Linked DNA regions of Mus musculus: regions 1, 2, 3, 4 and 5 are each linked to region 6. Evidence: chromatin contacts called from public Hi-C, HiChIP or PLAC-seq, Micro-C and promoter capture Hi-C data. All regions are on one chromosome and are shown on one strand. The core of a region is the stretch at or near the end of the contact, and the rest is flanking DNA. Distances in the headings are between cores, read along the strand shown.

What was found. Promoter capture Hi-C pulls out the DNA fragments that hold promoters and counts their contacts. A called contact is a pair of places that touch in the nucleus more often than the background predicts. HiChIP or PLAC-seq counts read pairs in DNA pulled down with a chosen protein or histone mark.
Region 1: a contact with region 6 is called in a Hi-C map of cortical neurons, with 2.0 times the contacts expected there. The contact joins the enhancer-like site here to the promoter of Slco3a1 in region 6. A contact is called at or near these places in 6 of 39 promoter capture datasets (cranial neural crest, embryonic stem cells, frontonasal cranial neural crest and 3 more), 1 of 484 Hi-C or Micro-C datasets (cortical neurons), 9 of 115 datasets of contacts at active chromatin or transcription factors (astrocytes, bone marrow-derived macrophages, embryonic forebrain and 5 more) and 1 of 9 other capture datasets (embryonic stem cells).
Region 2: a contact with region 6 is called in a Micro-C map of embryonic stem cells, with 9 times the contacts expected there. The contact joins the promoter of Akap13 here to the promoter of Slco3a1 in region 6. A contact is called at or near these places in 2 of 39 promoter capture datasets (embryonic stem cells and hippocampal neurons), 3 of 484 Hi-C or Micro-C datasets (CD4 T cells and embryonic stem cells) and 2 of 115 datasets of contacts at active chromatin or transcription factors (astrocytes and memory CD8 T cells).
Region 3: a contact with region 6 is called in a promoter capture Hi-C map of hippocampal neurons, with 6 times the contacts expected there. The contact joins the enhancer-like site here to the promoter of Slco3a1 in region 6. A contact is called at or near these places in 10 of 39 promoter capture datasets (the 3T3-L1 cell line, the HPC-7 cell line, HPC-7-derived erythroid cells and 7 more), 10 of 484 Hi-C or Micro-C datasets (CD4 T cells, LSK cells, the N1E-115 cell line and 7 more), 6 of 115 datasets of contacts at active chromatin or transcription factors (DN3 thymocytes, astrocytes, bone marrow-derived macrophages and 3 more) and 1 of 9 other capture datasets (liver).
Region 4: a contact with region 6 is called in an H3K4me3 HiChIP or PLAC-seq map of embryonic stem cells, with 11 read pairs. The contact joins the promoter of St8sia2 here to the promoter of Slco3a1 in region 6. A contact is called at or near these places in 1 of 39 promoter capture datasets (hippocampal neurons), 5 of 484 Hi-C or Micro-C datasets (cerebellum and embryonic stem cells), 2 of 115 datasets of contacts at active chromatin or transcription factors (both in embryonic stem cells) and 2 of 9 other capture datasets (adipose tissue and embryonic stem cells).
Region 5: a contact with region 6 is called in an H3K4me3 HiChIP or PLAC-seq map of bone marrow-derived macrophages, with 6 times the contacts expected there. The contact joins the promoter of 1500012K07Rik here to the promoter of Slco3a1 in region 6. A contact is called at or near these places in 6 of 39 promoter capture datasets (cranial neural crest, embryonic stem cells, hematopoietic stem and progenitor cells and 2 more), 2 of 115 datasets of contacts at active chromatin or transcription factors (bone marrow-derived macrophages and embryonic forebrain) and 1 of 9 other capture datasets (embryonic stem cells).

Annotation. Positions count from the first base shown.
Region 1 is chr7:75,074,685-75,079,582 of GRCm38.p6, forward strand. 4930533N22Rik (RIKEN cDNA 4930533N22 gene) reads left to right here. Exons shown (of 8, transcript NR_131122.1): 8 at 127-482. Among named protein-coding and RNA genes, the nearest start is that of 4930533N22Rik, 47 kb to the left of the region's middle. Within about 2 kb of position 3,072, at least 7 of the 459 cell types and tissues checked have an H3K27ac peak or open chromatin away from gene starts, as enhancers often do. A contact at or near this core is called in cortical neurons, where this site is marked.
Region 2 is chr7:75,453,642-75,458,394 of GRCm38.p6, forward strand. Akap13 (A kinase (PRKA) anchor protein 13) reads left to right here and starts at 1,893. Exons shown (of 37, transcript NM_029332.1): 1 at 1,893-2,107.
Region 3 is chr7:75,359,404-75,364,198 of GRCm38.p6, forward strand. No RefSeq gene overlaps it. Among named protein-coding and RNA genes, the nearest start is that of Sv2b, 53 kb to the left of the region's middle. Within about 2 kb of position 1,513, at least 11 of the 459 cell types and tissues checked have an H3K27ac peak or open chromatin away from gene starts, as enhancers often do. A contact at or near this core is called in cerebellum and hippocampal neurons, where this site is marked.
Region 4 is chr7:74,011,759-74,016,862 of GRCm38.p6, forward strand. St8sia2 (ST8 alpha-N-acetyl-neuraminide alpha-2,8-sialyltransferase 2) reads right to left here and starts at 1,924. Exons shown (of 6, transcript NM_009181.2): 1 at 1,639-1,924. The coding sequence starts at 1,736.
Region 5 is chr7:75,306,158-75,310,584 of GRCm38.p6, forward strand. 1500012K07Rik (RIKEN cDNA 1500012K07 gene) reads left to right here and starts at 2,545. Exons shown (of 3, transcript NR_045814.1): 1 at 2,545-2,759. It overlaps Sv2b (synaptic vesicle glycoprotein 2 b), which reads right to left and starts at 3,105. Exons shown (of 13, transcript NM_153579.4): 1 at 2,717-3,105.
Region 6 is chr7:74,551,103-74,556,194 of GRCm38.p6, forward strand. It overlaps Slco3a1 (solute carrier organic anion transporter family, member 3a1), which reads right to left and starts at 3,678. Exons shown (of 10, transcript NM_023908.2): 1 at 3,309-3,678. The coding sequence starts at 3,488.

The DNA of each region.
Region 1 (4,898 bases), core at 1,822-4,321, 520 kb after region 6:
AGCATTCAGTCAACATTCGTAAACAACATCATTATCATCTGCATTTCCTGAAGCCTTTTCTCTTTAGACTAATTCAACTAATGTTTTCCAAGCTCCTGTTGTGTGACTATTTTCTTTTTCTCACAGTATTTCAATGAAGGTGATGTGATCACTCCTGTTTGGAAGCTGAATCAATGAAAACACAAGTGCCTGTAATAGAATATCATTGCCTTCAACTACTGACTAAAACCTTTGGGGGGTTTTGATTTGAGCTCAGACCTTACAGCATTCTATTATTTATGTGAAAGAAATTTACAATCCTTGTTCTGACAAACTAGTCCACCCAGAGAACAAGACAGGATCTGTCATGTTTGCCAATCAATGCTGGTGGTGTAAATCACACCTGCTGATGTCAAGCATAAACATCTGCTTCTAGAACTTTCCCCCACTTTCCATCAGCTCTCACTGGCCTTATTTTTTAAATAAATCTACATGTCTTTCAAAATGCCCAAAGCTCAGGAAGTCAAGGCTGAAGCTCGGTTCTTCCATCCCTCCGTTATTGTCTGTGTTCTTTTGCTCTCCCGGTCTGTTCCCCCACCCCCCTCAGTCCCTGTACATGCAACTTAGGAGCCTTCTGAAAGACAGAGCGAAGCAAGTTGGAGCTGCCAGGAAACCACACACAAGAGCCAGGCTATAAATCAGAACCAGCAAACAGCAGAAGGCAAAGCTGGGTGTGAAGAGTGGAATAAAGGAGAAATATCACGGGCAGCCAGGAAAGAAGAGAAATCAGATTGCAGATACAAAGAGCAGACCCAAGCAGGGGAGAGGCAAAGGAGCCAAGTAAACAATGATCTAAAAAGTTGCCCAGGTACAGGTAAGAGAGGCAGAAAGATTGGGTTCACCCCCTCTTCCCAACAGCTTTTTGCTGTGCACCCATGAGGAGTCTATCAGTGTTGCCGTGGACTCAGTTTCCTTTCCTGTACTCATAAGCAATGGTATCGTCTGGGACAGTTAAATGATATGAGAATCTATCATCATGCAGTACCAACTCTGCTTCAGTTTGGAATATCACGTTTATTTTACCTTAGCTTACAATTTCTATATTTGCTAGAATTGATCACCTTCCTTAGCATGAGATATACAGTCTGTCCCATGAGAACCTTCTTATACTGGCGTCTTTTTTGCTTCTGTGCCCTAAGCACCTTCATTCTGGGGTTTAGCACACATCTCTCATCTATACATATGTTTGCTCAATTACAATCACATCTATAGACCGTTTTTAGTGTGACTTCTGAGGGAGCATCTTAGATTTTTATCCAATTAACATTATATTCATTTTCTGAGACTAACATCATATAATATCATGGACTGGGTGTAATAAGCAATTTGTATTTATTTTCTCACAGTTCTTTAGAATAGACGTCCAAGATCCAAGTGTTCATAGGGTTGATCTCTACTAAGCCCTTGCCCTTGATTTGCATATGGACACCCCCCTGCATCCTCCTGATCTTGCCTCTGTGGGTACAACCCTGGGCACCCTCTGTGTTTTAATGCTAACTCCTTATAAGGCTACTTATCACACTAGAGTAAAGCCTACTATTTAAGAGTCTACTCTGCCAGGTAAGATGGAATCCCAACATTCAGGAGGCACAAGCAAACATATCTCTATGAGTATAAGGCCTAGTCTCATCAACAAAGTGTGTTTCAGACATGCTAGAGCTAAATAGTGGAACTCTGTCTCAAAAAAAGAAAAAAAAGTCAACTCTAAGATGCTCATATTAAACATCATCCTTTTTGAAGACCTTATCTTTAATATTATTATATTCTGAGCTAGTGGAGTTAAAGCTCCAATATTTGTGTTATGTTTTACTATTTGAGAATTTGATATACGTATATAGTAAATTTTGAGTCAACTCAGGCCCCATTCACTCCACTCTAATTCCTGCCATATCACCCACCACTGTACCCTTCCAATTGTATGTGTTTGTTTCTTAAGCCCCCTGAGTCCAGTTGGTACTGCCAGGATGTGCCTCAGTGCAGGCCCCTCTACTGGAGCATGGGCAAGCCTCTTAGGAACCGCATTCCTGAAGAAAATTGATGCCATCTCTCCAAGTAGCCACCAACTGCCAATAAAAACTAAGCCCCAGGTAGGACTTCATGACACATTTCTTCATCCATGCTAGGTTTTTGGTTGGTTGTTTGGTTGGTTGGCTTGGTTGGTTGGTTGATTGGTTGGTTGGTTGGTTGGCTTTTTTGTTTGTTTGTTTGGTTGGGTTTGGTTTTGTTTTGGGTTTTTTTTTTTTTTTTGAGGTTTATTGAGTCAGAAGCTCTGTAGCCTAGAATGAATTCAAACTCATTATATAGCCTTTGAAGCTTCTGATCCTCCTGCCTCCACCTCCACCATGTCCAGAGAGCTACAGTATATGAACAGAGAAATGATGCAGTTCTTTAAAAAAAAAAAAAGACTTTAAAAAGTCTTCTTTAATAGTATAGATGATATGGCCGTCACAGTACCCAGTGAACAACATTCCTTACTGGGCTATCATAGGCTCCAAAGGCTTGGAACATAATTATTCTATAGGACTTTAGCAAACATGATTTGGGCAAAGGCTTGATAATATCTTGTTCATTGATGTCTTCTTTTGCTCAGTGTTGGCACATTGGCTGGCATTGCAGGAGAAAACCTAAGCTACGCCGCTATAGGCATGAAGTCCTCCCAGACACAAAGAACTAATGTCAATGATTACTTTTGTGGATGAAGCCATTTTACACAGCAAAGGCAGATAGCACACTGTCCGTCAACTTTAGGGACACTGTGTGAGGCCAGGAGAGACTAGCAGAATTACCCCTTAGGTTAGGCTAGACCAAAATAATAATAAACAAGTAATAAACAAGCGTTGTAAAGCAGTAAGTTTGGGGTGGTTTGTTACCAGAACTGATATGATGAAGCCACAGATCTCATCTTTGTTTATTCAATCTAACACTGTGTACTTGAGAAATTTCTATTTGTAGCTCCTTTTCACTCCTTCTGGCTACTGGGTGGCATTCTGTCATCCGCACATGTCGTATTTTACTTCTCCATTCTTCTAGGAATGAACAGTTGGACTGCCTCCAGTTTTTTCCTCGGCAAACATACTCATGTACATATCTTGATCTGCCTATGTGAGCGTTTCTCTGGAAACCCTATTCAGAAGGAAAATTGCAGGCTGCAGGCTATCCATACACTTAATTGCACATCGTGTGGTTGAATTGGTCTTCAGAATCATGGTAGCAATTTACACCCCTAGAACAAAGGCAGACTGACCTGAAAACTCTTACCTGATTCACACTGAAGCAGGCCTCATTCTCCTGTGGTTGTTAGCATTCGAACTGCAAGAGACCGTAGCGCATGCCCATCTAGAACAGAGGGAGGTAGCCCAAAGGCTAGGAAAAAGCTCAGCTATTGAAATATTTTTCATTCAAGCATGAAGACCAAAGTTCAACCCAGAAAACCTATTTTAAAGAGCTACTCACAGTGTCAAACACTTGTAATCCCCTCACTGGAAAGGCAGACAGGGGAGTCCCTGTGGCTCAGTGGCCAGCAAACCTAGCATAATTGGCAAACCCAAGGACCTAAGACCCTAAGAAAATAAGGTGAATGTCTGTTAAGATGAATCTTGATATTGTTATCTGGTACACACACACACACACACACACACACACACACACACACACACACACACATTAGCACTCACCAGAGGAAGGTAAACCAGAAATCAAAATCTAGCAACTAATTGGCACCTCTTAATATTAATATTTAACTTCTTAGCTACATTGAGTGGGATTGACATGCCCTTGTTTTTGTAATTCATCTATTATAATTACTAAATCCAATTTTCTGTTTTCCATTTGCAAGTTGAAGTTTTAATTGTGCCCTTTTGAAATTTTCATTTTTTTTCTGTCATGAGGCATCTAAAAGAGTAATCACAATTTACTGATGGTTTATAATTGTGTTAAAAGTTGATCACATTATTAATGTGATTGAAAATATAAAAATACAAACAGTTTTGATAGGACAAGGAAACAACTATAATGTTAAGACAAAAATGCCAAAATATATAATATTATTGTATGCTGTATAAATCACGATTGTAGTAAGCAGAGTGTGTGCCTGGGTCTATTTGCCAATGGTAATTGCTTAGACTCCATCATCTGGCTGTGCGGAGGTAGAGGGGGAAATTCCATCCCAAGTTATCCTTGAGACCAGGAGCATTAAGGTTGGGGTGATACGCTAAAAACTACTTATTATCCTCCTCCTCCTCTCAGGTAAGACTCACTTGAAATGGGCCAGAAATACGAGTGAAAAGCCCTCTGTAGGGAACCCAGAAAGCACATTCATCCTTGAGCTAGGGGAGTCTGGTCAAATAATTTTCCCAAAGCTGTGATCACAGGTAACCAGATGGACATGGAGAATAAGAAGAAGCAGGAAGCAGGCAGTTCAACTATAAACTAATCAAATAACCATGATTACTACAGTTGAACAAAATGGGGCAGGGATTTTTTAATGTTAGTAGGACACTAAAAACAGCTTGTTATAATAGATTTGAAAGAAGCACTTAGAATTTCTGGATATAAAAGACAAAACAAACGGATGTAAGAACTCAGTGCTTATGCTGGACAGCAAATTTGACATATCCAGAAAGAGATTAAAAAAGAAAATGGCATTTCCCAGACACAGCACAGTAGCACAAACACAGAGAAGTATAACCTGAATGGCTGAAGAAGAAGAGACAGGAAAGGAAACAAAGGCAGTGTTTAAGGCAGTAATGGCTGAGATGCTTAGACGTAATATGTGAAATTGACCCCCACAGGCTTAGAATATCCATCGGGATAAATAGGAAGAGTTCTGTGTGTGGAGGGGTGTGTGTGTGTGTGAGTGT
Region 2 (4,753 bases), core at 643-3,142, 900 kb after region 6:
GAGGAGGCAGAAAGACTGTAAGAGACAGAGGTGATGGATGACTACAAGAAACAGTGACTACCAGACACAATAGGACTGATATGCATATGAACTCATGCAGTGTTGGCACACAAAAGATTTGCAAAGGTTCAAGCCAGGAGTCCCAGCATCTAGAGGGAGGAAGGGGTCATAGGCTCCCAGCCTCTAAGCAAGAAGATATATACAATCAATATGCCCTGGCAAAGGGATAATCCGTTTTCTCCAATGCACTCTCACTGGTTTTATCAATCACACTTCAGGGCAGGCCTCATGTTCCAGTTATTGGCCAACACAAAATGGACTCAGTGGTATTTTTGTGGACTTTTTGTTTCATTGTGCTGTGTTTTGGCTTTCTTTTTCTTTTTGGACTTGATCCTGGATTTGATTGTTTGATTTCCATTTTTGTGTTTCGTACTTTTTGCTTTTGTTTTATGAAGGAAGAAGAAAAGAAAAAACATGAAGTTGGATGAGTAGGGAGGTGGGGAGGATCTGAGAGGAACTGGAGAGTGGGAAAACAAGATCAAAACATGTTATATGAAGCATCTTTTCAATTAAAATAATTTTAAAAAGGGAAAGTGACATTTAACAACAGAAAATGCCTGGTACAATCACCAGGCACTGATAATACTTTCTGTTAAATATTTTCATGATGGTAGTGACCTTGTCTGGATTAAAACTTCCCAAATGACAGTGACTTCCATTCTTGCAGTTTTTGGCAGGTCCATATCTTGTATTACTATTTTTTTTAAACTGACTTTGAAATTATATGAAGTTAATCTTTTCATATAATTCTTTGAACATTTTCTTCATTCATATAATATACTTTGGCCACATTCTCCCAACCCATCCCTCTCAACTTCTTATTCTCCTTCTGCTCTTTAAAAAAACTTATGATCCACTGTGTTCAACTTGTACTGTCCATAGCTGTGTGGGTGCTGGGTCATCTACTGGGAGATGGTTGGCCAGAGGGAGTCCAATACTTAAAGGAAACTGTCCCCCAATGGGGTATTTATCTTAGGGGTACAGCCACATAATATTTTCATATTAATATGTTTTGATCACCTAAATAAAAATGCAAGGCCAGTACTCGCAGAGATTCCATTCTGTTCCTTCCCAGTCAATACCCTTCTCCTCCTAGGAAACTACCTTTCTTACTTCGACCACAATAAATATTAAACTGCACAGAAAACCTCACATTTCTTGCGTAATATTCATAATCCCCGGCTCCCCCCCCCCCCAACTTTCTATTGACCGAAAAAATAACATGTCAAAATAGTTTGGCATTATAGGCATGTTTTCCCTTAATAACACATTACAATATGTAACTATCAAAAAGAAGTTTCTTTTTGTACCAATTAATGTAGTATCTTGGGTCACCATTGGAACATGTCCATACTTGGTTTCTCCGAAGCAACTAGATGGTTTCTGAAGTCCATAGCAACTCAAAGGCAATGATTTTGTGGTGATCGAATAGCTCAAAGTCACTGTGACAATCTTCACCCATCCAACATACTTGAGTACTTTGTGCCGCTCCACCTTGGACTCTTAAGAAGACTCTATTGAGTCTTAGCGTCAACGTGTGGTAAGTGCTCCGACTTAGGTAAGCACCAGGCGCACAGAGGAAGGGTGGCTTCCGGTGATGGGGCGGATAGGAGAAGGTGGGTGGGCATTTCCCCAGCAGCTGCTGCCAGCCACCCGACTTTGATCACTTTGCCGCCTGGCAGCAGTGGCGGTCAACCTCATCGTTCCTTAGCAACCAGAGCCAACTGCCAAGAAGCCTTCCTATTGGGCTCACAGAACATGATGGGTAGTCTAATTGTCCAATAGAAACTTTTAGGCTTGGCTCGTTGCACCGCCCACCCCGGGCCGCAGGCGGCGCATGCGCGGGTGGGCAGGTCTGTGTGCAGGGCGGTCGCAGAGCCGGAGCTGCTGCTGCTAAGCTCTTGGGCTCGGTTGAGACCGCCGTGCTTGCTCCTTGCTCCAGCCGTCACCGCCGCCGCCGAGGGAGCGGCCGCCTATTGTCCTTCTCCGCGGCCAAGGCGCGGAGCTGCTCCGGCTCGGCCCGCGGGGGAGCCCGGGGAGCCGCACGGTGAGAGCGCAACTTAGTTGAGGGAGTTGAGGGAAGTTTGGGCGTCTGAGGAGGGGGCGCGCGCGCAGCCGCCCCTCCCCCTCGGCTGCTCTCGGCCGCGCGCGCGAGCTGCGGGACGCGGGGACGCGCGGGCGCGACGCGGGTGGCGGACCCTTCTTAGCATCGGCAGCCAGGGGTGGATAGCGCGGCCGCCGATCCCGGCCTCCTCGGACCCACGTTCCTCTGCTGCCCGCTTCTGTGGCGCCGGCTGCGGCTCTCCTCTGAGGGACGGCTGCTCGGTGGGGCGCGCCGCTCGAACAGAGAGTGCGGCTCCGGGAACGAGCAGCTCCCCGGGGCAGTCAAGCCGGGTAAACACTGCGCGCCCCGGCCACCTTTGGGGGCTTTCTCCCGAGATGGGGAGGGGGGCGCGGTGGGCGCCCCGGGAACGGTGGCGCATTCGACTCCTCTGCCCCTCGAGCTCTAGTGCAAGCACTTTGAGAACTAGCGAATCACTGCTTTTCGTAAATAGGCTCGCTGACACTTAACTGGGGTGCGAGACGCACCCTCAGTTTATTTCTCGCTAAGAAAGTGTCTGTCTTTCGGCTGAAAATATTGGCTAACTCTAAGTGTCTAGACTCTACTGTGAACTCAGGAGTTCACAATGAAAATGGATTGAGCAATCTCTGAGTGTTTCAGTCTTTGCTTTTCCCCTTCATAATGAAGTTATTTTGAGAGTTCATTGCGTTGAGCAGATTTACAAAGTGATGTGCCTTTTTGTCTGTCTGTCTGTCTGTCTGTTTTTTGTTACTACCCTCATGATTTCCCGAAGTCACTTACTCATTTAAACCCCCACCCCCCAAACTTTTGGATTGCCCGGGTCAGGAGGAGCGCTCCAGTTCTTGAACGTGCATTCATTGTCTGTAAAGAAGTTCCTATCAGTCGAGATGACTCTGAGATAAACCAGTGTGTCACTTTGTACACCATCATCTCTTGGGAATCATTCCGCTGCATTTCGTTGACTAGACTTGCGCTGTAATGGTAATTCAGTTTTAGCTCCCAAGAGAGAACCCTATCATTCATACTGAAACACAATGCCTCCCCCCCACCCCCCTCCCCCCGTCACTTCATGTTAATTTTAGTTGTATTTCTTTGACATTTGTTAAACTTAAATTTTTCTTTGAAGGCTACTGCTCATGGCATTTTGCTTTTTTTTTCTATGTGAATAACATGGACAAGTGGTGTGTGGGGTTTTCTGTTTTGTTTTTGGCTTTTCTTTGTATGAAACCCAGCTTCGTTTACCTGATGAAACCAAGGAAAAATATTCTGAAGGCACAGGGATTCAGGACTCACAGTCTTTGTGCTTAATTTTCCTTTCTGGGGTGGGTGTGGTGAGCAAAGGAGGTGGACAGAAGTTGGGAGTTATTGGTTAGTTACATAATATAAACAAATACTGCAAAATCGGGTGGCCAGGACACCTTCTCTGGACTGTGGTAACATGCTACACATACTTTTGTTCTAGGGTATTTGCTTCACTAAATGGGAACTATGTGTAGTATAAATGGTCTTTTCTAGTCTTTTTACACCTTAAGGATTGTGATGGGTGGTATTTTGCTATGCTCTGTGTGTGTGTTGTTTTTTTTTTTTTTTTTTTTTTTTTTTCTAGAAAAGTCCACACAGTTGGTGTTTAGCTTTTGTTTGATTTAGGTGAGGTGATTTTCACTGGCTAGTGATAGTGTACACAGGAGAAACCCATTAATTCTGGGGCCTTGTACAAAATGACAATTAGCTTGCACATCTGTGGTGAAATTTACTTTACTTTTAGGAGACTTTGTTAATTCTCTCTTGAGATAGGGTCTTACTGTGTAGCTCAGGCTGGTCTTAAAGTTACAGAGATCTGTCTGCCTGCATGCTGGAATGAAGAGCCTAGCACCCCCCTTCCCCCCTTCCCCTCTCCCTCTCTCCCTCTCTGTCTGTGTGTGTGTGTGTGTAGGGTTTGCCTTGTAGTGTATGTTGGCTTTGAGCTCAAGGTTTCCTTGCCTTGGTTTCCTTAGGGATAGATAACGCGTGTGTATCACTTTTCCCAGCTTTAAAAACTCTTTTTGTTGATTTGTTCTAGAAAATAACTGGGATTTAAAGAGTACACTCTGGACTTAAAAAAAAAAAAAAAAAAAGAAATTTTCAGTTTTGAAATGCATCCCTCACACTCTCCCTGTTGAGACTCTTAAGCTACTGAACAGATTCATTCATGGCTCTTCCCAGTCCTTCATTGTGAAATTGGGAGGGAGCATAGTTTAGAAGAAATTCCCTGTTTGGAGTTATGTAAATCTGAGTTCAGATCCTCAGCTTTCCTTCCACGGTTTTGAAGCCTTGAGCACTGCACTTGACTCTGGAGCTTGCTTCTTTCCTTGTAAGGGGTAGTAATATTATGTTCTTAGGAATGCATGAAATGGTCTAGGAGACTTAGTACACTGTCCAATATTCTGCTTCCTGGTGGCTAAAAAGATCATTGTGGTACGGTTTTACATGGCTTTTAAAAAGTGTTTTTAAAGTGAGGGTTCCGAACAGAAGGTGGGTCAGTGGGTAAAGGTACTTGCCACCAAGCCTGATGACCCAAGTTCAGGTCCCACAAACTCCTGAAACTTGTCCTCTGACCTCCACATTCACACT
Region 3 (4,795 bases), core at 263-2,762, 810 kb after region 6:
CTGTCCCACACAGACAAAATAATTAATAATAATAATAATAATAATAATAATAATAATAAATCTCTCTCTAGTACACTGGATAGCAAGCAGTCTCTTCACTCCAAGAAGAGTTCAGAGATGTCTGCTCACCACAGATGTCAGCCCCTGCCACCAGCCATCCTGCAGATAATAAAGACCTCCCTCCTGCTTTATTAAGCAGAATATATTAGCATTATTTGAGCAGCTATGATAACTCTGTACGCTGATATATAGCAATAGTCTCAGGGGTTACTGGCATGCATGGAGATCTTTGCTGCTGTGGTAAAAGGTGCAACTCTGGTGTGATTTTCTTTTTGTTAAATTTTTTAATTTTATTTATTTGACTGTTTTATGTGTGCTAGTAGTTTACCTATATGTTTGTCTGTGCAACATACATCTCTCTGGCACCCTCAGAAGTCAGGAAAGGGTATTGGATCCACTGAGACTGGAGTTACAGACTTTGAGCCACCAATATGTGGATGCTGGGAATTGAACCTGGGTCCTCTGCAAGAGCAACAAGGGCTCTTAATGATTGACCCAATTCTCCAGCCTCAATTTCCATTTTTTTAAAATTCATGTACATTTTCTATCATGTTCCTGTCTCCTTATCTGTTAGTCTGTAAGCTGTCACATGGCCCCTGTGTCATCCTGATGTCCATATGCCCACCTGAGATGAATAAGTCCCTGTTTCCATAGGAGCATGTTATAGTTTGGTTATGAAATGGCCCACGCAAGCTCTTGTGTTCATCACCTCCTCAGCCTCTGGCACTGTATTGGGAGGTTCTGGAAGCTTCAGGAGGTAGAATCTATTTGGAGGAAATAGGTCACTGGTGACATGGTTATAAAGGTCGGACCTCGTGCCTGCTTCTTAGACACCATGAGGAGAATAAGCCTCCCCTCCATTGGCTCCCACCACCAAGGTCTGCTGCCCAAGCACATGACACAAAGGGACGGTGGACTGAATTCATGGAAAGCATTAGCAAGTATATGCACTGTGCACCTGTAGGTTTTGTGAAGTGTCAAGTTATATTCCGACTGACAGCAGAGACCATTGTGGGGTATCTATTAAAATCCCTGCTCCCAATAAGCTTCCCGGACTTTTTTTTTTTCCTTACAATACCTCCACCCAAGAAAGTTTCCCACAGCATCACGTGTTCAGGTCTGTAAAATAAGTATACAACAAATCAAACGCTAATAGTAAATTTTAAACTCATTTTTAAACAATTACAAAAACATTTATTTTATCATCTCTTTAAATGGAAAGAAAATTAGCATGGTAATGCCATGGATGGTACCCAGGAGCTTCTCTATATCCTATGACAAATAATTCCTATAAGATGTCCACTGTTCTGCTAATATTTTCTAGAGGTGAATGGATACTGCAAAGTTAGCGATGCACCATTAGTTAGCAAGAGTATCGCTGACTCTTTGCACAGATACGTTTATCAGCTCCCTGCTCCAAGAGCATCTGTGAAGCAGATGGAGTGATGGTGTCCCCATCTAAAAACGTGCTGCCAATGCACATGTGTTGCAAGAACCTTTCTGGAATAAGCACTTGGACACCAGTGAAAGTGGGAGAGAGAAGCCACCAGTGGAGCAGAGCCAGGATGGGTCTGAAGGCCTTCAGTCCCGGGTTCAGTTGGCATGCTCCATTTATACTCCAAAACCACAGGGTGGGGCAGGCAAGCAATCGAGATTTTACAGAAGCTTAGCTGCAGGCGGCAGGTTGTTAAGGGCAACCACCCACCCATTGTTTCAGCTCTTTCTCGGGTCATTCTGCTTCAGGTAGCAAGTGAAGTCATGCTTAGCAAATGGGCAGTACCGGCAGTGCCCTAACTAAGTCAGTAAATAAATCAGGAGCCAATAATCCATCTGTTCTGCCTTATTCTGCTTCACGTTGGACCATTCTTGACAGCAGCACTCTGGACAAATTGATTTCTCTCTCATATGAACCAGGTCAATTTTCCCCACTCTTCAAATACAGTCTTGTTGCAAAACAAAAACCACCGGGGCTCGTTGACATCTCTGCAACTGTTTGACCTATTCGGTTGTCATTGCTGATTGAAAAACAAATCCTTACCAATGATGCTGATAGATTTCCTGAGTCGTAGGATGTCCACACCTTCCACTTCAGGATAATATGGCAGTTTCTTCTGCAACTGGCTAAGCCTGGTAAAATTCTACCAGCCGTGTATTGGAGCTGTGGATACTTCTTTCACAGGAGGGTGTTGCATTTCACTACTGATACTTGGAAATACATATTACATTTACATTATTACAGAATGTACCCCCCTTCCCCCCAGTATGTACTGTTCGAAAGAATGTATTGATAGACACACTTCCATGGTCTCTGGTTGTCTGTAGACCAGTGGGTTACACACATGTTCCACCTCTGAGTGTATCAGCGTTGTGTGGGTGAAAAGCCCAGCTAGGATTGCATCCCCAGCCTGAGGCTGTAGCCAGGACCAGTTCTAGCTAGGAAACATTGCGGTGGTGCAGTCACTTTAGGCTGCTGATTGAGAAACACGAGCTTCCTCCATACCATTATCCCAACCCATCAACTACATGAGAGCCTAGCAAGAGCCACAAGACAGAAGGAGGTTGGGCTCTGACAAGCCATATCAAAAGTTTCCCAACCAGTTTGGTGGGGAATCTAAAACAGCAGTGTATTTTTATTGTGTTAATTTTTTGGCAAATGATGTTACCCTGATATAGAAGTTAACATAGCCCAAATGAATGCAGAGAAAATACCCAATAAAATATACTTTAATGTGTATGTCTTAGGGTTTCTATGGCTGTGTAGAGACACCATGACCCTTGCAACTCTTATATAGGAAAACATTTAATTGGGGCTGGTTTACAGTTCAAAGGTTTAGCCCATTATTGACATGGCAAGAAGAATGGAAACAAGCAGGCAGACAGGGTGTATCTCCAACCAAATATGCCCCAGCAATGATAACATGACTCAGTTAATATGAATACATGCTGTGTGCCTAGATTGGGCAGATCTACGGCTACACTACCATCTTCCATAGCTTATGAGGTCCCTTAGAACTTTCGGTTTCTCCAGGCCATGTGCTTCTGCTCTGCTTTTCTTCTCCTTCCTCCTCCTCTGCATCCTCTCCTTCTTCCATTTTCTCCTTCTCTCTCCCAACCTTCCTCTCCACCTTCCCTTTTACCTGCCCAATCATCAGCTCTCCTTTATTGTACAAATTAAGGTGGAAAGCAGGTTTACAGGAAATCACCTGAGTGCTGACTCATTGTTCGCAGCCACGCACAGGAGAACGGAACTAACAGCAACTATAATTAGCCCCAGGGCTATCCACAACAAGGGTGCGGGAGAGGTAGCTGAGAGTACCACATCCGGATCCAAAAGCAGCCGGAAAACAGTCACACAGGATTCAAAGCCATGTGTCATCAAAAGTCAGCATCTTGGGCTGCAAGTATAACTCAATAGAACACTTACCTCAAGCATATGTGGTCCTAGGCCCAATCCCCAGTATTTCACAAACAAGCAAACAAAATATAGCACCTTTGGATTTACCTTTTTTTTAAACATTTTAATTTTTTTTTCTTTTTAAGATGTTATTTATTTATTTTATTTACATGATGAGTACACTGTAGCTGTCTTCAGACACACCAGAAGAGGGCGTCAGATCCCATTACAGATGGCTGTGAGCCACCATGTGGTTGCTGGGAATTGAACTCAGGACCTCTGGAAGAGCAGTCAGTGCTCTTAACTGACAGCTGAGCCATCTCTCCTGGATTTACATTTTTAAAGATTTACGGGCTGGTGAGACGGCTCAGCGGTTAAGAGCACTGACTGCTCTTCTGAAGGTCCTGAGTTCAAATCCCAGCAACCACAGGGTGGCTCACAACCATCCATAATGAGATCTGAAGCCTTCTTCTGGAGTATCTGAAGACAGCTACAGTGTACTTACATAGAACAAATAAACAAACAAACAAACAAACAAATCTTTAAAAAAAAACTTTAAAAAAAAAAGATTTACTTAATTCTCTCTCCCTTCTCCTCCCTCCCTCCTTCCTTCTCCCCTGTATGTGTGTGTATGTGTGTGTGTGTGTTTTCATTCCACACGTGTGCAGGTTCCCTTTGAGGCCAGAGGAGAGTGTGAAATCTTCGGGAACTTGAGTTACAAGAAGTTAGAGGTTGTGCAACTGCCCAGTGTGAATGGGAACGAAAGTTATGCTCCTCTGGGAGGAAATAAAGTACTCTTAACTACTGCAACATCTCTCTAGCTCCTACTTTTAATCTTTCTAAAACATATAAGGCTTTGGGGCCACAAGCACAGTCCCAATATTCAAGACAACCCTGAGTCTCTTAACAAAATGGCATGTTCTGAGAAACGTGCTGCGAACATCACAGAATGTTCTTGCACAAGTCTAGGTGGTCAGGATCTGTCACCTAATGTGGCCTCCCGGTGTGACCATGAGACATACTAAACCAGAGATGTCTAGGGATGTTGCTAGTATAATATGGCATACTGTTTAGTAATACTTCCTTTTTAAGATAGGATGGTATATAGCCTAGACTGACCTGGAACCTGAATTGCTCCTACTTCTGCCTCCTAACGCACTGGGATTTGGGATTTAAGCATGCCTTGCCATCCCTGCTCTTGTGCAGTTCTTTCCCAGGGCCTGGTACATGATAGAGAACCATGGCCACCAGAGCCATATCCAAACGCTATTGTGCTCATTCATTTGTTAGGTTATTTATCTTAAGTATATGTGGATGCCTGGATATAAGTATATTCACTAC
Region 4 (5,104 bases), core at 674-3,173, 540 kb before region 6:
ACACACACCCCAGAAGAAGTAGGCATCTGAAGGTCTTTCCTTTTCCCATTGTCAAAGTCATCTAGTGACCCGGGAGCGCTTTAGTCCATATCTCAGAATGTGACTGCACCAATTTCTGTTCCGACCACACACCAGGAGAGAAGCTATGGGAAAGCAGTTCGTTTCTGTCTCTGCCGAGAAGCTGGCGGCACAGAGTGTATTAACTGAACATTAAGTGAAAGTTTTCGGAGTTCTTGGGGAAACCGAGGACGAGAGGAATGAAGCAGAGAGGGACTCTTGAAACATAGTGGAGTCCATAGAATGGTTTGTGGGGTTACAGAAAGGGACAGTGAGTGGGAGAGAGAAAGCAAAGGGTAGGAAGAGGCACCTGCTATTAGGTTAGGGTCCCTAGGGCCTCAGCATCTTGGATTCTGGACTCTCTCTGTTTTGGAGGGATCTGAAGGCAGGACCCATCCATTCTCTGTTCTTATATCCTTACGAACGAAGTTGGACAAAGGAGGGGCGCACGCAGCACAGGACGCTTGTTTGATTGAGCTTGGCTCCTCACTAATCCCACAGAGAATCAAATCCGCCTCCTGTGCTCTCAGGGACCTCACCCTTTTACTGAAGGCCACCTCAGAGCCTTGCTGCCTTCCTACATGTTCCACCACGGTTTGGAGGCTCCGGACATGGGTCGGGCTCCGCGTGCAGAAGACTGTAGGATCGGGAGCCAGCTTCAGCCCACGGGACACCCTGATTGATGAGCCCAGCTCAGTTAGACAGCTCATTCCAAGAAGTCCCGAACCAGGCACAGCTGGAGGTGTGGTCCCGCCTACCTCTGAAGAGATAGGGACAAGCTGAGATCGCGCGCTCCTGGGGACCCCGAAGCCCACCGGGCGGCGTTGGAGACTTTCCGACAACCTCCCCGGGTCTTGGCGCCGGCTGTGAGCGCTCAGCAACCTGGGGTTGCCTGGGGCCGTCGCAGGGTTGTCAGAGCACCCAAAGCCAGGGGAGAGCCCTGGTCTCCAGCACCGCGCGCCACACCTTTAGCGGTGCTACCCCCCACGCCCGGATCCTGGGCTGGCCGGCGGGAGGCGTGGGTGCGTACCGGTGTGTTCAGGGCACATTCCCCTTCCCAGGAGTCGGTACGGAGCCCTTCCCACTCATCTCCCGCCAGGGGATTCCCCTCCCCCAGCTCAGAGATCCCCCGCGCGCCCCCTGCCCACTTTGCCAAGGCGAGAAAACGGCCGAGCCGGAGACAAAGAAACTCCTGCCTGCCTCCACTCTCCGTCCTTCTACCCGCCCGAGACACTCCCCGGCGCCCTCCCTCGACCCCGGCGACACCGCGCGCGCACACGCCGGGGGAAGGGACTAGGGGACAGGGAGCAGGGTGGGTGAGTCCGCTTTCCCCACGCCGCGCGGCTACAGCTGCCCGTGCACCCCGCCCGGGGACGCCCCTCGGCAGCCGCGCCCCCATCATCCACTCCCTAAAGCGTCCCGGGCCCCTGACACTGCCACCCCCAGCCCAAACCGCCGGCACTATCCCTCCAGCTGAGCGACAGGGGGGCGCGGCGCACACAAAGCGGATGGGGAGTAAGGAGCCCAGGGGAAGAAGAGATCCCGCCGGGGATGGGGCACGGGCTCAGGGAGGCTATTTACCCGATTTCTTCTTCGATCTCTGAGATGTCTGCGAAGATGAGGAAGACCACGAGCAGCGTAAGCGCGGCCAGCATCCAGCTCCGGAACTGCAGCTGCATGGTGGGGTCGGTGCCCTCCGGGACCCGCGCGCGGGCCGGGGCGAGGAGCTGGGGCTGAAGGAGCCTCCGCGCTCCACGCGCAGCAGGGCACACACCCTGCGCTCCGGGCGAGTCCTGGCCGGCGGCGGCCAAGGCGACAGCAGCAGCAACAGACAAGGGTTGCTCTGGCGCGGCGAGCCCGCTCGCTCTCTCTCCGCTCCTGCCCGCCCCTCCCCTCCCCTCCCTCCTTCTCCCCCCCCCCTTTCCCCCCCGCCCCGCACTGGGCTCCAGGCGCAGTTTGACAGCTTTGCTCCGCGCCTTGCCTGGTCTCCTCCCACTAACTCTAGCGGCCACCCACCCGCCTTTGCTTTTCCTGCCCGAGAGGGCTCAGGGAGCTTGCCACTCCCGGCCTAGGAAGGCTGGGCTCCGGCCATCGAAAGCGACCCGGAGACTGAGCTGAGCCAGACAACTCGGAGCACCCGGGGCTGCTTGGCAAACGCCTAGCGTCGCTCGCTCTTTGTCCAGCGCCCTCGCTTCCTCTCAAAGTTTTCCCGACACAAAGACTAGCACCTTGGGGACGGTCTCCGGCGCGCTGCGAGGAGGCGGTATCCTCTGGGCTACGCTTCAGCAGTTGACGAATTGAAAGGGGAAGTGGAAGAGAGGAGGGGAGAAGAAATGGGCAAGAGGGGCCAACTTCACCAGCGATGTTCATGGCAATTGGTGGGCGAGGTGCTCAGCCTGCACAACACCACCTTCTCTATGGGCGGTCATCTCTGTCCATTTATAGACCCAAGCCCGGGAGCATGGAACTCTCGAGTTGTTTGAGGTCATGGCTAGAACCCAGGGATCCCCGTAGTACCTGCTCTACTTCCAAGAGCAGGCATAGTACCCACATTGTGGCTGGTACTGTACGTGCTTCATCCCCTTAGCTCGTGCTCTTTTCTGGTCTAATCAATAAACCCCTGGAGTCCTATCATGATCAAAAGGCCTTCTAGAAAAATACACTTCCCACAAAGGGAGATGCTCCTCCCCCCCACCCCATACCGAACGATTTCCCTGCTTCAGACCCTTTTAGCTCACTTTACCGTTACCTTTTGCCCTGCTGCGTCAAGAGGGAAGAACCCATTCATTAAGTTTTACTAGAACTAGATTACAACACACACACACACTGGATGTAACTTTTCAGAAGAAGCCAGATCGTCCTTTGGTTAGTGAAGGGTCCTAGAGGTTGCTTGTCAGAGGCGTTGAGAATGTCAATGCAGTGCCCTACTGTTTGGGAAGCACCTGTAGATAAACAGAGATGCCCAGTCGGTTGTCCTCCAGAACAACTCCAAGGAGGAGCTAGTAGTTCCCTTAGTGTAGTTCCCGTGTCTCTCCCAGGCCAAGGTGTGAAGGTCTAGGGAGCTCCCCACACTTCTTCATTGAGGAACAGGCTAAAGGGAGTGGTCTCTGCAGGAGGCCTGCTGGGTTTTGTTGCTGTTTTTATTTTTATTGTTGTTGTTGTTGGTGGTGGTACTGGTGGTAGTGGTGTGATTCAGGACAAGCTCTCACCTGCAGGGAGAGCCTCTATGCCCTGCCTGCTGACAGGATACGGAAACAGCGTGGTAAGGTGGGGGACAAGTTCTTCAGGGGTCTCCTCTGAGTGCCAGCAGCAGTTGTCTTTTTCCCAGAGGAGGGATGCGCCCCTTCCAGGGTGTTTCATTGCTTCCCCCCCCCCACCCTTGCACATCAGTTCCTTCCCTTTCAAGGAGTACCCAAGAGTAGCACACTTTCCCCCTTGGGGGTGACTTTCAGAGGCTGAGCACCTTGTTGAAAGTCACTCTTTCTTTTCAGTACAAGTAGGGAGATGTCTAAAGAGGGCATCTCAGAGCTGAGGAGGTGGCTCAGTCTGTCAAGGGCTTGGTGCACATGAAAGCATGAGGACTTGAGTTTGGAATTCTCGAACCAAGTTCAAAGCTGGGTAATGTGCATCTCTAACTGCAGTGCCCAAGGGCAGGGCAGAGACAGGCAGGTCCCTGGGGCTTGCTGGCCTGCCAGTATAGCTGAATTGGCAAGCTCCAGGTTCAGTGAGAGACTGTCTCAAAAAATAAGATGTAACATTGCTGAGGAAGGCAGCCAACATTAACCTCTGGGCTCTGTACACACATACCTGCATGTGTGTGTGCAATTATAATACATTGTACACACTCCACATGAACATGATCAACAACTGCAACAACCACACACACACACACACACACACACACACACACACACACACACACACACACACACTGAAGGGTCTCCAGCTGGCCAAACATAACAAATGTGGTTCTGGCAGGCCTTGATCTTTCCATCCCCTTTACCTTGCAAAAAACCTAAAACCAAACCAAACCAAACCAAACCAAAAACATCAGGTTACATTCTTAAAACTGACCACCAAGGTTTATTCCTTCCTCCTGAGGCTGACTACCAAGGTCTAGGTATTAAAAGCCCTCTTTTTAGCTGCCAGAATTAACATACCCAATCAAAATTAGACACCTCATCCTAACATGGGGTTTTCCCCTTTACCTTTATAAACCACCATTTGCTATGGGCCACGTCTGTCTCCTCTCTATCCAGAGGCTGGGACAAATAGCCCTTCCCCTTCTCCCTCATCTTCTATCTCCTGTCTTTATCTCTTATTCTGTGCCCTTTGTTCTTCTGGGACAAATAAATCTTTGTGCTGAGAATGTGGTCGTGCAGTGTGTTGTGCTGACACTAGCACACACCACACACACACATATACACCACACACCATATACACACACCACACATACACACACATACACACCACACACACATACACCACACATACACACCACACATATACACACCACACACTTGCCACATACACACATACCACACAAACCACACATACACACTATACACACACATACACACACACACACACATACCACACAAACCACACATACACACCACACACACATACACACCACACACACATACACACCACACACACATACACACCACACACACATACACACACACACACACATACCACACAAACCACACATACACACCACACACACATACACACCACACACACATACCACACACACCACACACCCACACCTTTCTATCAGTGTGACCGATTAGGTGGTCTAGTTCATCCTGTGCCCACATTTTCTAAGTGCCTTTCTCTCTGTCTGACTTGATGCATCATGTAGGAGGCGTTGTACTTGGTGAGATTTTGTTTTGCTTTTCTCCATTCACTTCATTCATTCAGCACTGTTTATTGAGCAGTTATCTTGTGCCAGGTTCCATGCTAGAGGCTAGAGATAACAAGAGCCAAGTCATTTCCTGCCCTCTAGTGGCCCTCTTTTCAGAAGGAAGGCAGACTTGCCAAT
Region 5 (4,427 bases), core at 1,295-3,794, 750 kb after region 6:
ATGTATCCCTCTGGCTTGCTGCATTAGATCCTGTTTTGAACTGTCCAAGTACCACTTCCTACCAGATAACCTTCTTTTAAACACGGAGATTAGGAACTCAGCCAAGTCCTTAAACAAGAAGTCAGTGCTGTATCTTAAGCGACAAATATATAAACAGAAATCATGAAGCAAGACAGCAGTGACCTTTTCATGTTATCCTCAGACAGTTCTCACCACCATCCCCCTCATTCACACAACTGGGCTTCCTGGGTCTCTTTCTTGTTCTCTTATGTGTTTGTCTCTTGTCTCAGGCTTTTGCAGGTTCTGTTACTCTACTCATACCGCCTGGCTTTCTCCCTCACTCTCACCAGAGTTGGTCAAGATGCCCTCATTATCAACTATCTCTCTGACCACATAGATAGCAGATAGATATGAAAGAGATAGATGATAGATTAGATAGGTAAATAGATGATAGATATGAAAGAGATAGACAGAGAGATGATAGAGATGATTATGATAGAAGGGTAGAAAGATAGATAGATAGATAGATAGATAGATAGATAGATAGATAGATAGATAGATAGATGGATGGATGGATGGATAGATAGATAGATAGATAGATAGATAGATAGATAGATAGATAGAAGGATAGATAGATAGATAGATAGATAGATAGATAGATAGAAGGATAGATAGATAGATAGATAGATAGATAGATAGATAGATAGATAGATAGGAAAGAGATAGACAAATAGATGATAGAGTTGATGACAGACAGACAGATAGATAGACAGGCAGATAGACAGACAGATAGACAAATAGATAGATAACAAACCCACTCCAAAACTTGCAGCACTTCTCATGTTTCTTATTCTACTTTATTTTTCTCCATCTCAGCTCCTGGGCTAAAATACTAAATACTTATTTATTTGTTCAGTAATACACTTGCACACACACACACACACACACAGTTTGCTCAATGCTACAGTTGCCACATATAGAGAAGTGCCTGTCACATGGTAGGAACTCAATGAACAAACTTAAGTAGCAACTTCATGCCAAATGATCACTATATGATGATTGTTAAACGATGAGCAAATACTTTTAAGTGTGTGTGTTACATATTTATCATGACAGTGTCGTTGCTTCCATTTTACAGATGATGAAATCAAGGCTCGAAGAAAGGCTAAGATACTTGCCAAAGACCAGCTCTCTTAGAGCAGTCAAGGCCACACTACCCACAGTGTGCCAGGTTATTATTCAAACACCTGGTGCTTTCAGTTACAAAATGCATGTAAGGCACACCTCTGGCAAAAGAAATAACCCACCAACAATGTTGGCTTTTTGTCCCACAAGTTGATCTGCTCTGAAACTCCCTTAGAAATTGCAAGAGTCCCTGCCTTTGTGAAAAGCTATTTCAATACTCCATTGTCCTGAAACTTAGAGAAAATACTTATCAAGAGAACAAAAGTAAAAAGCCGGACCTGCATTGGTGTGCTTTGCCCTCAGTGCAGCCTTCAGAGTGCCTCCTTGACACTAGTCTTGTTCTGCTAACATCAGCTCTGCCTTCCCATCAGCCGTGATGGTGATGGAATGGGAGAGGGTTGCAGGATATTCAAGAGCAATGGCTCAAGAAACAAAACCAATCCCGAACTGGTCACACCTCCTTACTACAGGTGTTTGTCCCCCACCGGGTGTGAGCCTGTGCCACATTAGGATTTTGTTTCCATCACCTCTTCATCCCTAAGGATCAATGCCACCTCTGACACATAAAACCGTTGGGCAAGTATTTGCTGACTCAGGGAAGACGCAGATTGTGCCTCACTCACCATATCAACTGCATCTTCTAGCAAGCCGCCTCTTCTGCAAAGGGCAAGGGAAAGCATAGAAGAGACCGCCAAGCTGGTTGCAATGTCTAGTTCCCCACCATCCACACACCTCTCACCCCTCACCTGCCCCTCCTTGAGACCCAGAGCCACCCACATTCACCTTCCAAACAGGCTTAGAAACCAGCAAGCATCCCACAGCGTCCCACCCTACCTTACCCAACACATCTGCATCAAGTTACCTTTAAACGGAGCCTGTTTGCATCTGCAATTTCTGGATAAAAGATAAAAGCATTTGGGCAGCTGGATCTGCTGTACCCGACAGATGAGAAATCTACCACTGGTCTGCTGCGGAGGGAACAGCAGCGCCTTGCTCCTCCCTAGCTAACGGCATTTGCTCACCCATCCCTGCAAAACAAATCATGTTCTTTTCCTTGCGCTAAAAATCCATCCAGAAAAAAAAAAAAAAAGAAAGTCCCTAAGAAACGGCTCCCACGCCCGCGGAGGGCGCCCTCAACACAGAGAAACACACACAAACCCCAGTCCAGAGCCAGCAGGTGTGGGCACGTATTTAATCTGTTCTCTGAGAAAAAGCCAACGAGGAGTAAGGTTGAACTAAAGGGATGTCCAGGAAGCATGTGGAAAGCAGCTATAAATGTCAGTAGCCCAAGTTGGGAAACTATTTACCGCGCCAATAGTTCATGTGCTTTCACTCCAAGTCCTGGGGAAGGCCACGTTCAAAGAAGCGCGCAGCCCGGGGCAGCAGCAAGTGCTCCTTTTTCGGTGCGCTGCTTTCCAACTCTGCTGCCCTTTGAGGCTTTTCCTAACAACCGCACCCAGAGGTCCCAGCACGGGTCTCAGCATGCCAGGCCTGGGAGCCCCGCACCACCGCGAGAATCGCCGTCCCCTACCTGGGTGGAAAATCCGCAGCGAGCCGGTCAGCAGCCGAACACCGTAAGTCTGGGCGGCAGCTCAGGCTAACGCGGTTGGTAATCCCAACCGAGGCAGGCTCTCCCTAGGGCACACCTGCATCGCCGCGCCCTCGTCGCCTTCGCTGCTGCCTCCGCTGTGCAGAGCCTCTGTGCAGCGCGCTCCCAGCACCCTGCAGCACCCCAGCCCTCCCGGGGCTCCTGAGTCTATTTAGAAGGATCAGCCAGAGCCTAGTCCAGGCACTGTGTTCACTGCGGAAAGCTCTTTGCTTCTAACTCCCTTTCAGATCCAAGGAGAGGAGTTCCGGATAGGTTGGAGGGGAGCCAGAGCCCACTCCCCGGACCCGCCCTTTCTGGATTTGCGGATGAACAGACCTGCAAACGTCTTATTCTATTAGGTTTGTTCCCAACTGACTATAAATATCTTGGTCTCTCCACCCTCCCACCTAAGGCGCCAAGGCGCATAAGACTCCAAGCTCTGTCCCCAAGCTCGGTCTTGGACTGGGGGTGTCCTCGGATTATGCCATCCCCAAACTACCCAAGATAATAGATGTTGACAAATCGTTCTGGTCTTCTTAACTCCTTTGGAACTGAAAAAGAGCTTGCTTGGCCAGCGGAGGGTCCGGGGGGTGGGGAGGGGATGAGGAAAATTTGGAGGGTTTAATATATTGGAGAAAGGCTCTAGCTGTTTCCTTCTTACCAATGCCACACGCGCGCGCACACACACACACACACACACACACACACACACACACCCGGCTCACAAACACAATGCAGCCAGCCTGGGAAGATTTTCCCAAAGCATAGGGTTCCTTCTAGAAGGAAATAAAGTCATGAACGAAGTCACCCTGGAAGTTCAAAGTCCAAATTAAACAACAGTACAGGGGCCTAGTCTTCTGTAGTGTCTGCTAAGTACCTTCCCTAATTGCTTTTCTAACTGTGAGAAGGACAACTATGAGAACGATACCATGACCAAAGGCAGTTTGGTGGGGAAAGAGTCTACTGAACTTACGTATCACCAGCACAATCCATTGAGGGAAGTCAGGGCAGAAAATGAGGGAGAGGCAACTGGGGAACACTGCTTACTGGCATGTTAGGTCTCCTTTCTTATTAAACTCAGGACTACCTGGTCAGGACTGGCACCATTCCCAGTAAGCTGGACTTCCCGTATCAGTCTCTAATTTAAAAACAAAAAAAAAAAAAAAAAAATGCCCTCACAAAACTTACCTACAGGCAATCTGATGAAGGTATTTTCCCAACTGAAGTTGCTCTTCACATATGTGTGTAGGTGTGTGTTGTTAACAAAACCAACCATTGTACCTAATTATGTCAAAGTGGAGGCAAAAGAGAAGAATCTTGCCTTTTCTCCACTCAATACTTCTGCCTCCCCAAGCTCTTCACTTCTATCACCCCCTCCAGCTACAGAAGGCTTCTCTCAGCTCCCCACCTCTTTCTTAGCCTGGGCTTGACCCTGAACCACCTTGCAAGGGCTTCCCTAGTTCCCCTCCCATAGTTGTTCCCTAAGGTGTAAGTCTAATCTTGGTTCCTTCCTGACTAAAACCAGGCCATTGGCTTCCCTTTGTCCTTAGAAACACTTCTTCCTCGTCGAGTGAACAAAAGTGTCTCCCCACTGACATCAACAGCTTCCATGCTTCACCTGATCCATTCCCCTCTACCCATTCCATTGAGTGAG
Region 6 (5,092 bases), core at 2,428-4,927:
TAATATTGTTCTAAGTGCTGATTTCAGAGTCCCTGGCTACACAGGCTGGCACCTAGATTACTGTATTGTCCCACCAAGATCTAGATGCCAGGACCCACTTCTTCACTTGCTGGAAAGACCTTGGGACCCAAGTAAAAAGTGGCAGATTCTCAGACTAGTGTGCCTTGTTATATACAGCTCTTTTGAGTTTCCTCCCCAGGCAGGTTAAGAAAAACCAACCTCTCTCTCTCTCTCTGTCTCTCTCTCTCTCTCTGTCTGTCTCTCTCTTTCTCCCTACCTCCCTTCCTCCCTCCCTCTTCCCCTCTCCCCTCCAACCCTCCCTCTCTCTTACTCTTCTTTAACTGCCATCCCCACTCAGGGTGCTCAAGCACAAACACACACACACACACACACACACACACACACACACACACGTATGTACGTGCACACACACAGAAGTCCTACTTTTCAGAGCAGCTTCTCAAGTCACCAGCCACTTCCTGCCTCACTTCTGCAGTTGGGAAACATAGACCAATGTCGCTGAGGACACATTAAGGACAATGAGAAACCTGTCTTTGCAGGACGGACGACAAAGATGGAATGACACCAATACTTAAAAATGAAAAGGCACACAAGGAGATCACACACACACACACACACACACACACACACACACGGTAGCTGCATAGACTTGTGAAACCAAATAGGAAATAATGGTCCTGGCGTCATATGTGCAGTCATCCTCTTGGCTGAGAAAGGGAGCCCTGTTGGCAATGAGCCATAGCCAGCCCTTCATCAGATACCTGAAAATACATTCCCAGCAGCGCATGCTGATTCCCACTGAAAAGACGGGTATCTACCCATGGACCACCTGTGTTCATCTGCAGACACAGGGTCTCAGGTGTCCTGCAACAGACCCAGTGGAATTTTAAAAGGAAGGAATCTGCCTCTCCCTCAATAATAACTTAATTCCCCAAATATCCACAGAATAGGCTCCTGTGGCTTTAAGAACAGTAAAACTTTTTCCTACCTGCCAAAGGACAGAGGATGGGAAGCCTCTAAACAGACCCAGAAGATCAAAACCTGTGGCAAGCTGATTGGGCCAATCCACCTCAGCCACCATTCTTCCTGTGTGGTTCTTAGAGTAAAGGGACCTCCCCTCCGTGGCACAGGGCAGAGCAGGGTCCCTGAGAACCTTCTCTTTGCACTGCTAGTCATCAAAATTAATTCGATGTCCTAAGCCTGTCCTCTCTCTCTGGGCCCCCATCAGCTTTCTGCAGGGCACCTGTTGGCTCCCGTTACCCAGTACCCACCCCCAACGCATCAGACTTTCCATCACGGACAGACAGAAGTGACCAGATACCACCAGCTGGTGGATAGAATGCCTCCTGTCCTATCCTTGTCCTGCGATGCACGGTGACCCCTCACCTCCCAAGGCCAGACACAATGGAAGCCTTTTAACTTTCTAAAAGAACAAAGGCTACTCCTCTGCTTAAGGCTCTTCTTCACTTCCTTCTAAAACCCTAAGCCACTAGAAGTGCAAACTCCTAATCTCAGATGTTCATCATTCCTGGGATGATGAAGTCCAGCCTTGCTGTTTTTGCCACATGTGAATACCACACCCTTAATGGAGCCTGGTGTAAGGCAAAGAAGCTGTTAAACAGGAGCCAGCTGTTGATCGAATAAACTGCCTCTTTTTACACGAAGACCTGCTTAGATATAATTTAGTTTGCATATGCTTCGGTACGGAGTCACACTTATCAGTAGGAATGTGCATTTGCCTCTAGAGACACATGTAACTTCTAAGTGTTTTAACAGTCAAATCTCTTCTTTAAAAAAGCTGCTTCTCCAAACATCATCATCCTCACCAAGCAAAGGCCACAGTCTACAGCTTAGTATGACAACCACAGAGAAAAGGAATACGTTTGGGAAAACAGAATACTCAAATGTTCTTTTGGCCCCAGGGTTCAGGGACAATATTATACACAAGACAGAAATGGGGAGTTAAAAACTGTTTATCTGGGAAAGGGTGACAAAAATGCATACGATTTCTCAAATGCTCTACAGTTCAGTCACCCCAGGAACAGAATTGACTCTGTAGAGCCCCACCCCCACTTCCAAGTCACCACATAACTATCTTTAACCAAGCGCTATGTCCCTTCATCTTATTAGCCTGTAGGAGCCTTGGGAAACTGTTGAGAGTTCTGGCTACTCAGCGTCTGGCCCTCATTAACTTTAACCCTGGGCCAGGAATGAGGGATTCATGATAGCATCAGGATACACATAGCTCTATCTCTGGATGTGGTTATCCAACCGCTTTTGAAATCTTGTCCAATTCGATCTCCATCAAATGTGCTCACTAACACTTAAAATCTATGACATTTGATTCCAGTTTCAGGTCAATAGCCAAGTAATGATTTAACACTATCCACTCGAAGACATCTTTTCCTGGGTAGACAGAATAGGTCTGGAAGTGCACTGTCTGAAACTCAAGTGCGGACCACCTGAGCAAGACAGAAGAAAGCGACAAAGTAGGTACTTGGTAATCCTTACAAGTGGATTCCCTGGGCATAGTAGGTGTCCATGGGCCTTTGGGCATCAATAATCCCTTTCTGGAGACAAATAAAGCAAATACATATTGTACAGATGATCCACTCCCCGTGTGGGCGAGCGACCATGATGGGGAATTAAGGTAGAACTACAGAAACTCGCAGCTGCTCTCCAGGTACTATAACTTTATCCCTCCACAGAAAGATGGCTATTGGGATCTGGGTGGGACTAGTCCCCCTGCAGTTACCGCTGAGCTCAGGGCCACACTCGGGCGCCTTTTAAATTCCCCCAGCAATTGGTGGATGGAGAAAGAGCCAGGGGGAAAAAAGATGCATAATGATTCGTTCACCGGGCGGATGAAACGGAGAGTAGAGGACGCAGGATGCTAACTGGCTTTTCCTCCCATGTGCAGGTCACCTGAACCGCGATGCCTTCCAGTCTCTGAGGAGGCTCCCTGAACTCGCCATATGGCTCCGTTTTCAAGAGGGGAGAAGAAACAGTTTCATGCCCACCTGCCTGCGGCATCTCCTTTCAGGCACCCCTTCCCTAGCCCCTGCCCGGCGCGCGAGCTGCCGGCATCCACGGTCCCGCCCGCTCCGAGCTCCGGCCGGCAGCTCCCCCGGCGGCCGCCTCTGCACCAGTCGCCAACCTCCGTGCCGGGCCGAGGTCATGCCCGCCTGCCCCCGGAGCCGGCGAGGCCCCTTCCCGGTGCCAGGCGGCAAGCCCGAGAAGCGCCGGCAGGGAAGGGGGTCCGCCGCAGAGTTGGCACCCGGACTCACCAGGTAGGCGCCCACCGTACCCTGCGCCAGCATCAAGGCGCACTCAGACACCAGGAAGATCTTGATGTTGGAGAAGCAGGACACCTTCTTTTTCTTCTTCTTGTTCCTCTGCGCCTCGTCCCCCTGCAGCTCGCCGCTCCGGCCGCCGCCCGACGAGCCGCCCGGCTTCTTTCCCTGCATCCTTCCCCCGCCGCCGCCGCCGCCGCCGCTTTCCCGCTCGCCCCGGGTGTCGTGGCCGTTGCCGGGCGGGGGTGCGTGCCGCGAGGCTGCGTACTGTCCCCGCCCCGGGCCCGCGGCGGCCGCCCCCGTCCTGCCGCGGCTAGAGAGGTTGAAGGCTCCGCTCCTCGCTGCCGCCGCGCTAGCTCCCTTCCTCCTCCTCCTCCTTCTCCTCCTCCTCCTCCTCCGCCCTCCCTTCGCCGCCTCCTCCGGCTCGGGCTGTGCCAATCACAGGGACTCCTCGCGTCGCCCGCTGCTGCCGCCGCCTAGCCTCTCTCGGACTCTCGCCGTTGCCTTCACCGGCTTCCCCTGGCCCGCCGGCTTCGCTTGCCTTCACCCCTAGCGCCCCAAGCCCGGGCCGGGGCCTGATCGCCGCCTTGAGCCCCGGGCTGCGCCGCTACTGGCTGCGGGTGCGTCCCTGGGAGGCACGAGGGGACCTGCTTGGGGCACTAAGGGCTTGCTGATGGTCAAGGCCGGCGGGGTCTAACTACCCAGCGAAACTGCAAAATCCAGGAGTCCTGGTGGGGTAGGAGGCTGAGCGAGGAAGGTGCTACCCGGCCACTAGGAGGCATTGTGGGGCCCAGGGCACCAAGGCGGAAACTGGGTGGTACTAGGACTAGCAATGAGGTGCAGAGATGGGAGTATCCAGGCACCCTACTTCTAGTGCGGGTACCGGACTGCTAAGGCCGGAGAGAAGAAGCAATTTTCATAAAGAGAGTATCGCAGGAGCTGTATTCGGCTTGGTTTAGGGATTTCTAAGGACAGACGTTGTGCTCTGGGGCTCTGGAAGATGCCGAGATAGGAGCTGCCATTGGCTCCTTTGGTTTGCCAGCCTCTGCTCCTGCATTCAGTGGCTACTGGACATATCTAAACCGCCCATTCCCCGAAAATGGGAGAAAGAAACAGAACCTCTGAGAAGGGAAGTTAGAGCTTCAGGGAGTCTCACATCTTCCCCCAGCCTCCAAGTACAGGCAACTGCAGATCACAAGGACCCCAGCAGAGGGCCTTGTTTAGTTCTCCAGCGGCCTGCGGTTGGAGTTCAGGAAGGGATGAGCCACAAGCCTGCTGTGTCCCCACCCCTCTCCTGACTATTGTGGCCCTCCCTGGCTTGGCCTGAAGGTCAGCATGCAGCAGAGCCAATTGTCATCAGTCCTCCGCCCCTTGCTCCCCAGCATTCCCTAGGATTTTGGTCCACAAGGCGCCTCTGATAGGATGTACTGATTCAGGCAGCAGCGTTTGGAAGCTAAGAGAAAAGTGGATACGAACAGAAAATACCTAGCATTGTTGTCCACGTTAGTGATGGAGAAGCCAAAGCCTATTTGGAGAACTTTTCCTTGCTTTCCCAAGGGCCTATATCCCAATGCCAAGGCTTACATTCAATAGTGCATAGCAATTAGCACCGGCCATAATTTCTACTTTCTTCCAGAGAAATTGAGTAAGAATAGACGGTGGCACAGTGGGGGTGTGTTGTTTGCCTTACCATTTAAATATAAATTGCTTCATCCATCTGTCTTCCAGACATGACCTCACCTAGTCTTGGTGTGGTTTTCAATGTGCCTCCCCTTGTC